Regions from separate parts of the Mus musculus genome. Here region 1 is linked to region 2. The links are chromatin contacts, called in public promoter capture Hi-C maps. All regions are on one chromosome and are shown on one strand. Each heading gives the region's core, a stretch centred on a gene start, on an enhancer-like site or on the middle of the called end of the contact. The rest is flanking DNA. Distances are from core to core; before and after follow the strand shown. Region 1 holds the start of Mast1 (microtubule associated serine/threonine kinase 1). Region 2 overlaps Nfix (nuclear factor I/X).

Region 1 (4,038 bases), core at 562-3,061, 190 kb after region 2:
TCCTTTCTGCCTCTACCCTTGTTCAATCAGCATCCTCTAAACTGAGTGCACCCCCACCATCAATCCAGAGTGGCCATGCCCATACAGAAATGGCCACGCCCCTGCTGTGGCCCCGCCTCCCATGGTCTACATCCACACTGACCCCAGCTGCATCCTTATCTCACCTAAGTGGCCCGGCAGCGGGGAGTGGGGTCGCGGTAGAGTCGGAGAAGTGCTTGTCAGGATGAGGCTTTTCCGGTTGCTGGTACGGCAACTGCCAGGGAAGGAGAGCGGGTGTCAACAGAGACCCCAGAGCTTTGAGTGTGAGCCTATGCGGCCACTCTTCCATTTCAGGTCCTCAATTCTCTTCCAAGCAGCAGCCAGTATGTGCTACATCGAGGGTAGAGTGTGACTCCTGTGCAGCTCTGTGAGGTTTGTGTCAGCTATAGCCTGATAGTCAACGGTGATACCACTGGTGACCCTGAATGTCTGTGTCCTTGAGTCTGCCCATAGCATTCACATGCGGCATCCACTGTATGAGATCTACACTGAATGACACTAGTGTGTCATGTATGTTCTCTGTGTGATGGTACATCCTTCTGTGTGGGTGATGCAGTGGGAAACACAGCTTGTTCATGACTGTGTAACTCCAGCATGGTGCATGAAGGCAGAAAGCTGCAGATGTGCCGATGTCAGTTGGGGTTATCAGCATGAGAGATGCTGGCTGTGTGTGTTCAACATCTACTGTGTGTGGATTTAACACCCTGTGACAACGGGTGCATCCAAGCATGCAGCCATGTACCACACGGGTATCTGCTATGTGATTGTGTGTCCCTGCTTTTGCAGGAGTCCCTATGTCTGTTTATCTTGGTGTCAATGTGACACAGATGCTGTGATGTTGTTAGGCGTATGGTTGTCTCATTCTGAAATTGGATCTATGTATCTTGGATGGGAACGTTGTTTTGGTGGGTAGTCATGCGTGTGACATTTTACTAGGAGAACACGATGTGTGTGTGCGCGTGTGTGTCTGTGTGTGACACGGGAGGTGACCCTATTTGTGCATGGCTTTGACCTGTGGCTGAGTATATGCGGTGCCTCCCAGTGTATGGGAGTCACTAGGGTTGTATGTGTGTGGTCATGTTCTGTGTGACGCTGTGTCACTATTTTCAGTGTGAGGATGTGTTCGAGTTGGGAGGCTTCTTGCAGTGATAAAGACCCCCCCTTCCTCTGCCTAGCAGCTGGGTAAGAAGAGCCCCCACTCGCTCTAGCCCCCTCGCTCTCAGCCGCAGTGACTGAGCATATTAGCTTGTCCAAGAGCACGCAGATGGGGGCGGGGGGGAACCAAGCTGCGGCTATTGTTCTGAGGGTGCCAAGGCCCCCCTCCCCGCATTCCCCTACCCCCACCAGGCCGCCTGAGCCCACAGCGTCTGCAAACAAAGGCGCTGCAACCCCCCGCAGGCACGACCCCTTTCCCCATCTCAGGCCTTTTCAGTCTCCCCCCGCAGCACGCCCCGCACTGTCCGCGTTTAACCCCATCCCCTGCGGGAGGGCACAGCGCGGACACCTCTGGCGCAGCTGGACAGCTAGCAGCATCCCGGCCCCGCCCTGCCGCAGCAGCCGGCAGGGTGGCTTCACCCGGAGGTCCCGGACAGGGTCTAGGGGTTGGGGGTCTACCTCTTGGTGCGGCGAAACATGCTGCCGCCGGGGAAGGAGGGCATCGAGAAATTGGAAAGCGCGGTCCAGAGAGAGTCAGACATGACCCGGCGGCGGCGACATGGTGGCAGGTGCGGCGGCAGCAGCAGCAGAGGCAGCGGCAGCGGCAGCGCGGGGAGCGAGTGTGCTGGGCGGAGGCTGGAGCCGCAGCAGCGGCCAGGGGAAGGCGGGGGAGGGGAGGGCCCTGTTGCTGCAGCCAGTCGCGAGGGGGCGCTGCGGGGTGTCGCCGCGCGAGGCCCCGCCCGTGTGCACGCCTGATGCCCTACCTGGGGGCCTCATCCCAATGCACCTCTCCCCCAAGGCTCACCTGCTGCTTTTCCGGGGCAGGGGTAAATCCTTCTGGAAGAAAAGGGGGTAAAAAAGATGAAGGTCAGCGTGGACAGTGGCCACTGCCCACGATGCCTCTCCGTTCACCTGAGCTTCATCAGCATCACCATGTCACCCTTGCCTTCCTGATTCCTCTCCCGATTCCCAGTAACCAAAACAGGCTCAATTACACAAGAAATAGACCCAACTGGGCATCTAAAAACAAGTTCATGCAAATAAAGTTTTACTTGGCTTTTTTTTTTTTTTTTTTTTTTTTTTTTGGTTTTTCGAGGCAGGGTTTCTCTGTCTAGCTCTGGCTGTCTTGGAACTCACTTTGTAGACCAGACTGGCCTTCTTGAACTCAGAAATCCGCCTGCCTCTGCCTCACAAGTGCTGGGATTAAAGGCGTGCGCCACCACCGCCCTACTTACTTGGCTTTTTGACAAGACAGAATCTCATATATCTCAGGATGGCTTGGAGCTCATTACGTCACACATGCTGCCCTCCAACTGAGATAGTGCTGCCTCACCTTCCAAATGTTCAGATCACAACTGTGAGCCTCCACGACAGTGTTTGTAAAACATTGTCCTTTGTTCCGGACAGGGTCTCAGGAAGTCCAGGCTGGCTTTGAACTTGCTGAGTAGCTGAGGGGTAACCTTGATCATCTGATTCTGCCTACAGGTTCTCTGCACTGATGTCACAGGCATGTTCCACCCTCCACCACACCCTGTTTATCAGCCAAGCTTTTGTGCAGTGCGCTCTCCCAATTGAACTATACCCTAAACCGAAAAATTCTCTCTCTCTCTCTCTCTCTCTCTCTCTCTCTCTCTCTCTCTCTCTTTCTTTGTTTTGTTTTTTGAGACAAGTTTTCTCTGTGTAACCCTGGCTGTTCTGGAACTCACTCTGTAGACCAGTCTGGCCTTGAACTCAGAAATTCACCTGCCTCTGCCTCCCAAGTGCTGGGATTAAAGGCGTGTGACACCACTGCCTGGCTTGAGGATCTAGTGACCAAGAAGCTTGGTGACTTGAGGTATATTCCTAAGACCCACATTGTGTAAGGCAAGCAACATTCCAAGAGAAAGCTACTTACTTCCACACTCATGCTGACACACACATGCATGCGAACACATGGACACACACATACTGAGAGAGGGGGAGAGAGAGAGAGAAGAAATTTTGAAAGAAAGCAGGGTTGGAGATATAGCTCAGCGGTTAGGGGCACTAGCTGCTCTTACAGGGGTCCTGTGTTTAATTCCCAGCTCATCTCCGCTCACAACCATCTGTAATTGGATCTGACTCCTTCTTCTCATGTGTATGAAGACAGAGTGCTCATATACATAAAATACATGAATAATCAATCTTTAAAAACCAGGAAGGGGCAGCCATGGGAGGATCTGTGGAGAGAGCATGTGGGAAATTCAAGGATAGAGGCTTGTAGATAAGATGGAACTTGTCCAAAAAACCTAACTAAACAAAAAAGCAACAAAACCAAAACCAAAACCAAACAAAACAAAAAACCCAAAAACTTAAGGCCAGGCGTGGTGATGCATGCCTTTAATCACAGCAATTGGAGGCAGAGGCAGGCAGATTTCTGAGTTTGAGGCCAGCCTGGTCTACAAAGTGAGTTCCAGGACATCCAGGGTTACACAGAGAAACCCTTTCTCAAAAAACAAACAAAGAAAAGAAAAGAAAAGAAAGGAAAAGAAAAGAAAAGAAATATGCCTGTCTCTGTCTCCCAAGTGCTGGGATTAAAGGCATGCGCCACCACTGCCCTGCCCGACTTTAAATTTTTTAAAAATTTATTTTGTGTGCATTAGTGTTTTGTCTATATTCATGTCTATGTAAGGGTGTCAGATGCCCTGGAACCCTAGTCACAGACAACCATGAACCACTTTGTGGGTGCTGGGAATTGAACCCAGATCCTCTCGAAGAGTAGTCAGTGCCCGTAATCACTAAGCTATCACTCCAGCCCTGCCAAAAGCTTTTTTAATAATAAAAAAAAAATGTTGGCTGAATGTGATGGCATATGCCTTTAATCTC
Region 2 (4,151 bases), core at 698-3,197:
GAAAGTTTTTGGTTCATCTTCCCTCCTGAGCCTGAGTGGAAAGGGATCTAGGCGGGAAGGGCTTTATCAGGGAAAAGCCAAGGCTGGGGATGTCAGCTTGGTGGGAGCGAAAGCCTAAAGTCAGTCTCCGTTTTGCTCTAGGGCTCCACACACAGCTAATGGGAGGCTGGCAGCGGCAAATTGTTGTTTACTTTTAATTAAGTAAACAATGTCGGCTTTCCGCCTCCTCCCCTGCCATCCCAGCCAGTAATTTAGGGATGACAATGGGGTTGCTTCCTTCCTCCTGCCTTCTTCCTTGAGCACTCCTGCTAGCTCCCTTCTCCTCCACAGTTTTTGGAACTTGTGGCTACAGGGAGGGCTCCACCCAGAGGGACAGGACAACCTGAACCACCTTTGGCCCAACAGGTTCCACTTAGGGCTACCCAGGCCCAGGGCTGTGATTCTCCATCTCTGCTTCTCCAGAGCGACCAGGGCAGTCTTCCCCTGACAGCATGGAGTATGTAGCTGGTTCTCCTCCTCCTCTCCAGCCACACCTCTAAAAGCCATCAAGCAGGATAGCCAAACATTGGGGTGGGAGGCTGCATCAGCAGATGACAAAGCCTGAAGGCAGGAAGAGATTCCCACCTGTAGGCCCCAGAGTCCACAAGTCTCCCTCATCACCGGTAAGGGACCTTCTGGTCCAATCAGGAAGAGCCAGTGTTCCAAGCCAGCAGTCTATGTGCGGTACCAACTCTCCTCGGAAACTGAGCTGCCACGAGCTGCTTTTGTGGCCTTGGTTTCTGACATCACTATCTTGACATCTTTAACTTGAACAAGAGGCCCAGCGTTTTCATTTTGCTTTGAGTCCCACAAATTCTGCAGCTAGTTCTGTTCAGAGACCAGAACTGCGTGAGGGAAGGAAGAGAAAAGCAAGCAAGCTAAATCAGCCTTTCACCCACTGGGTTGTCCTGCCTAGGGCTAGGGTACTGAGCTCTGGAAGTGCAGAAGGGTCCTGCTTTGAGCTCCCAAGGAGGCTGAGTTCCAAATGAGGCAGCCTGGAAGACAGGATGCCACACAGGCAGATTTGTACCTGGGCTGATGGAGAACCAAGGCTCCTTAGAGAGCCTTTCTCTGTAAGCCAAACGCCACTTGGCAGGTGGCCTTGCTCTGAGCCCTCTGCACACAGTGGGTCTATAACTGCAGCAGACCTGTGTGGCAGCGGGGAGGAGCTCTCAGAACTCCTCTACCTCCTGAGATGAGGATGGTTGGGTCCAGAATCTAGCCCTGCCCAAGCAACTGGGGACTAAGGTGCCTCCGTTTAGGTGCATGGGGCAAGGGTAGGCAGAATGAGCTGTACACAGGCTGCTCCAAACCCTTGCCAAAGGGCGGGGTCTTCTTTAGCTCAAGCTGGCTGGGGCTGGATGCAATTTCAGCCGCAGAGCAGGGCTCGCTGGCTGGAAGCAATTTTCTCATTAGGACCCCAGGCCTGCTCGCTTGGTCTGTTCCCAGCCCTTACTCCCCTTCTGCGAAACCGCACCCCACAGGCCTCCCGATAGACCACTCACACGCACAGGGAACCGCACGTGTACTGAGTCAGAGAGGCGACTGTGGGGTCACCCCAGTGGGGCTAGGTTCAAGGAGAGCAGCGCTGGCACAAGGCCCTAGCACTGAGGCATACACATAAACAAGATCTCAGGCAGCTCAGGGGGAAAGGGACCCCGGACCCGGGATCAGAACACTGCCCTCACGTGACCCTCCGGAGTTACTCTCAGGCCGGGCACCAGCCTGTCTTGTTCAGGTGGGCCTGGGAGCCAGATCCCTTTCCCGGCCCCAGGCGCTGTAAGTGGAGGGTGGTCTCACGGAGCCAGGGGGAGCGCTGAGGCAGGAGGGGCGGCACCGCTCTGCTCCTCAGACACATGTGGTTGGACTTAAAAAGCTATTAGGGAGCGAGGCGCTGGCGGGAGTACGGCTGGCCCTCACACCAGAGGTGGGGGGGAGGGCAGATGCCGAGGCAGTGAGCTCAGCACTCGCTCCCTCCCTGGCAGTGTTGGACCCAGGGGACCCCCGCCCAGCAGGAGTACGGCAGGCTCTCAGGGGAGGGTGAGCAGACTTTGGGCCTGGGTCTTACTTGGCACAGGCTCTGTAAAGCTTGGGAGATTCTAGGCCTGCAGTGGAACAGCCTCTGGGGGAGGGGTGGCGAGCCTGGATCTGGCCCAGGAGGATACAGACAGGTCCTCAACCCCCAATAGCTTTTCTGGAACGGTGGTTGTTAGAGGTCTCCTTAAGGTAGGTAGGTAAGTAGGGGTAGGGGTGTGTGTGTGTGTGTGTGTGCGCGCACGTGCACGCTCGCGCTCTGAAGGGAGGGGGAGGGGAGATTATGAGAAGAGCAGGAGAGAACAGGGAAGGAAAAAAGGGCCCCACCCATCACGAGGCCAGAAAAAACTGATGGAAAGTTCTCTAGATCCGCCAGCTTGTAAAAAGTTCCCTTTCTTTCCAAATTATGAACATTTTTTAACAAGGGAGGAGGAGACCCAGGGCAGAGAGAGATCTAGGACTTCATTAGGACAGTATCTGTCGTGACCATGTACCACAGTGACTGGTGACTGAAGAGTGTGCATCTGCCTATATTCCAATGCGTTCTACTTCCAAAGTTAGGCTACCCCCCTACACACGCGCGCGCACACACACACACAGCCTACCCAAGGAGGCTGCCATGCTGTTACCAAGTAGGATAGGATAGGTGCCAGCAGGGGAACACACGTGCAGAGACAGAGATGGGGCAGGCGGATGTAGCCCTATCCCTGAGGGAAAGAATCACCCCCCCACCGGGTGCCAGCCTCAGCAACAGAAACAGGCCTTGAAGCTGCAGGGAAATATACCATCAGAGGCTCTGGAGGCCCTGCCCAGGTCCTGAGTCCACAGTCCAACCAAAGGGCAGCCAGAGTGAGGTACTCTCAATACTGACCATACTGAACCCGACTGGCTAGCGTGTGTGTGTGTGTGTGTGTGTGTGTGTGTGTGTGTGTGTGTGTGTGTGTGTGGCGGGGTGCTGGCCCTAGTCATACAGATAGGGATGCTTAGCTCCTACTAAGAAAGATCGGAGCACAGCCCAGCCTGCTCAGCACTTTGGCTGGCTCCTTCCTTGGGGGTCTCCCTTCTCAGGACAGTTGGACCCACCCATAGGGAAGATGGCAACTTGGGGGGGGGGTGTCGAGGAGAAGCGACTTTGAGAAACCACCAAGAGTCAAGCTGGGGGCCTCAGGCAGGGTGGGGGAGGAGCCGACCACTGAGCCAGGAGCCTTGCTCAGGAAACACGCAAAGAATGCAGTTGGCAGCTGGCCAGTGGGCCAGGACCACAAAGAGGCCTTTGTTTTAGGAGGTGTCCAGGGAGTGGATGGACCGAACAGCAGAGGTGGGGGCAGCACCCCTTTGGGGGAGTAGGGAGGGATCGACCCCTACACTGTGCCCACATTACCTCTTCTGATTCACACACACACACACACACACACACACACACACACACACACCCCAGGCTCTGACAGTGATAGGTTCCTGCTGGCCCAACTTAGGGCACTCTTGGGGCCAGGTCCCCCTGTCTCTCTGCTCCCCATTTCCCCGGGGCTGGTAGCTGTCTGAACTCTAAGGTGGATGCCCCTGGCACTGGCATCGTCCTGCTCCCTTTAGTGTGAGAGGAAGGAAGGCTGTGGGACAGTGTCTCTTCCATCACCCCCTGCTCTGCAATTCGAGGGTCTCTCTGGCCCCTTATTGGCATCTGGAAAAGTTTGGGAAATTTATAAAAAATTCTGGAGAGTTTATCAACTGCTTTCTAGCCTGCCAGGGAACCAGAGCCAGAAAGAAGGAAGAGAGAAGAGGGAAGTGTGGGTGTGGGGAGTGAGGAGTGGGGACAGAAAGCAAGATCAGACGTGAGACAGAGCCCTCAGGAAAGGAGCTGAGATGCAAGGGTGCCCATAGCCAGCCTGTCCCCCACCTGAGTTTCTTGAGAGGACCAGAAAGACCCCCAACACAAGCTCACCCAGTAAGTATACCAGGCCCCCTCAGCTCTCTCCCATCATCCTGCTCTACACTGCTCTGGCCACTCCACACCCCACACCCCACACCCCACACCCCATACCTGTGCTCTTCCCCAGCGGCCTGAGCTTCAGGGCCATGGA

What was found. Promoter capture Hi-C pulls out the DNA fragments that hold promoters and counts their contacts.
Region 1: a contact with region 2 is called in a promoter capture Hi-C map of stem cell-derived epiblast-like cells, with 2.5 times the contacts expected there. The contact joins the promoter of Mast1 here to the enhancer-like site in region 2. A contact is called at or near these places in 13 of 39 promoter capture datasets (the C10 cell line, the SN4741 cell line, cranial neural crest and 8 more), 1 of 115 datasets of contacts at active chromatin or transcription factors (pancreatic cancer cells) and 3 of 9 other capture datasets (adipose tissue, liver and pancreatic islet).

The regions. Positions count from the first base shown.
Region 1 is chr8:84,935,542-84,939,579 of GRCm38.p6, forward strand. Mast1 (microtubule associated serine/threonine kinase 1) reads right to left here and starts at 1,812. Exons shown (of 26, transcript NM_019945.2): 1 at 1,654-1,812; 2 at 165-253. The coding sequence starts at 1,736.
Region 2 is chr8:84,740,879-84,745,029 of GRCm38.p6, forward strand. The region is part of intron 2 of Nfix (nuclear factor I/X); the gene reads right to left. Among named protein-coding and RNA genes, the nearest start is that of G430095P16Rik, 20 kb to the left of the region's middle. RefSeq lists an enhancer at 983-4,151. Within about 2 kb of position 1,948, at least 132 of the 459 cell types and tissues checked have an H3K27ac peak or open chromatin away from gene starts, as enhancers often do. A contact at or near this core is called in the SN4741 cell line, adipose tissue, pancreatic cancer cells and 2 more, where this site is marked.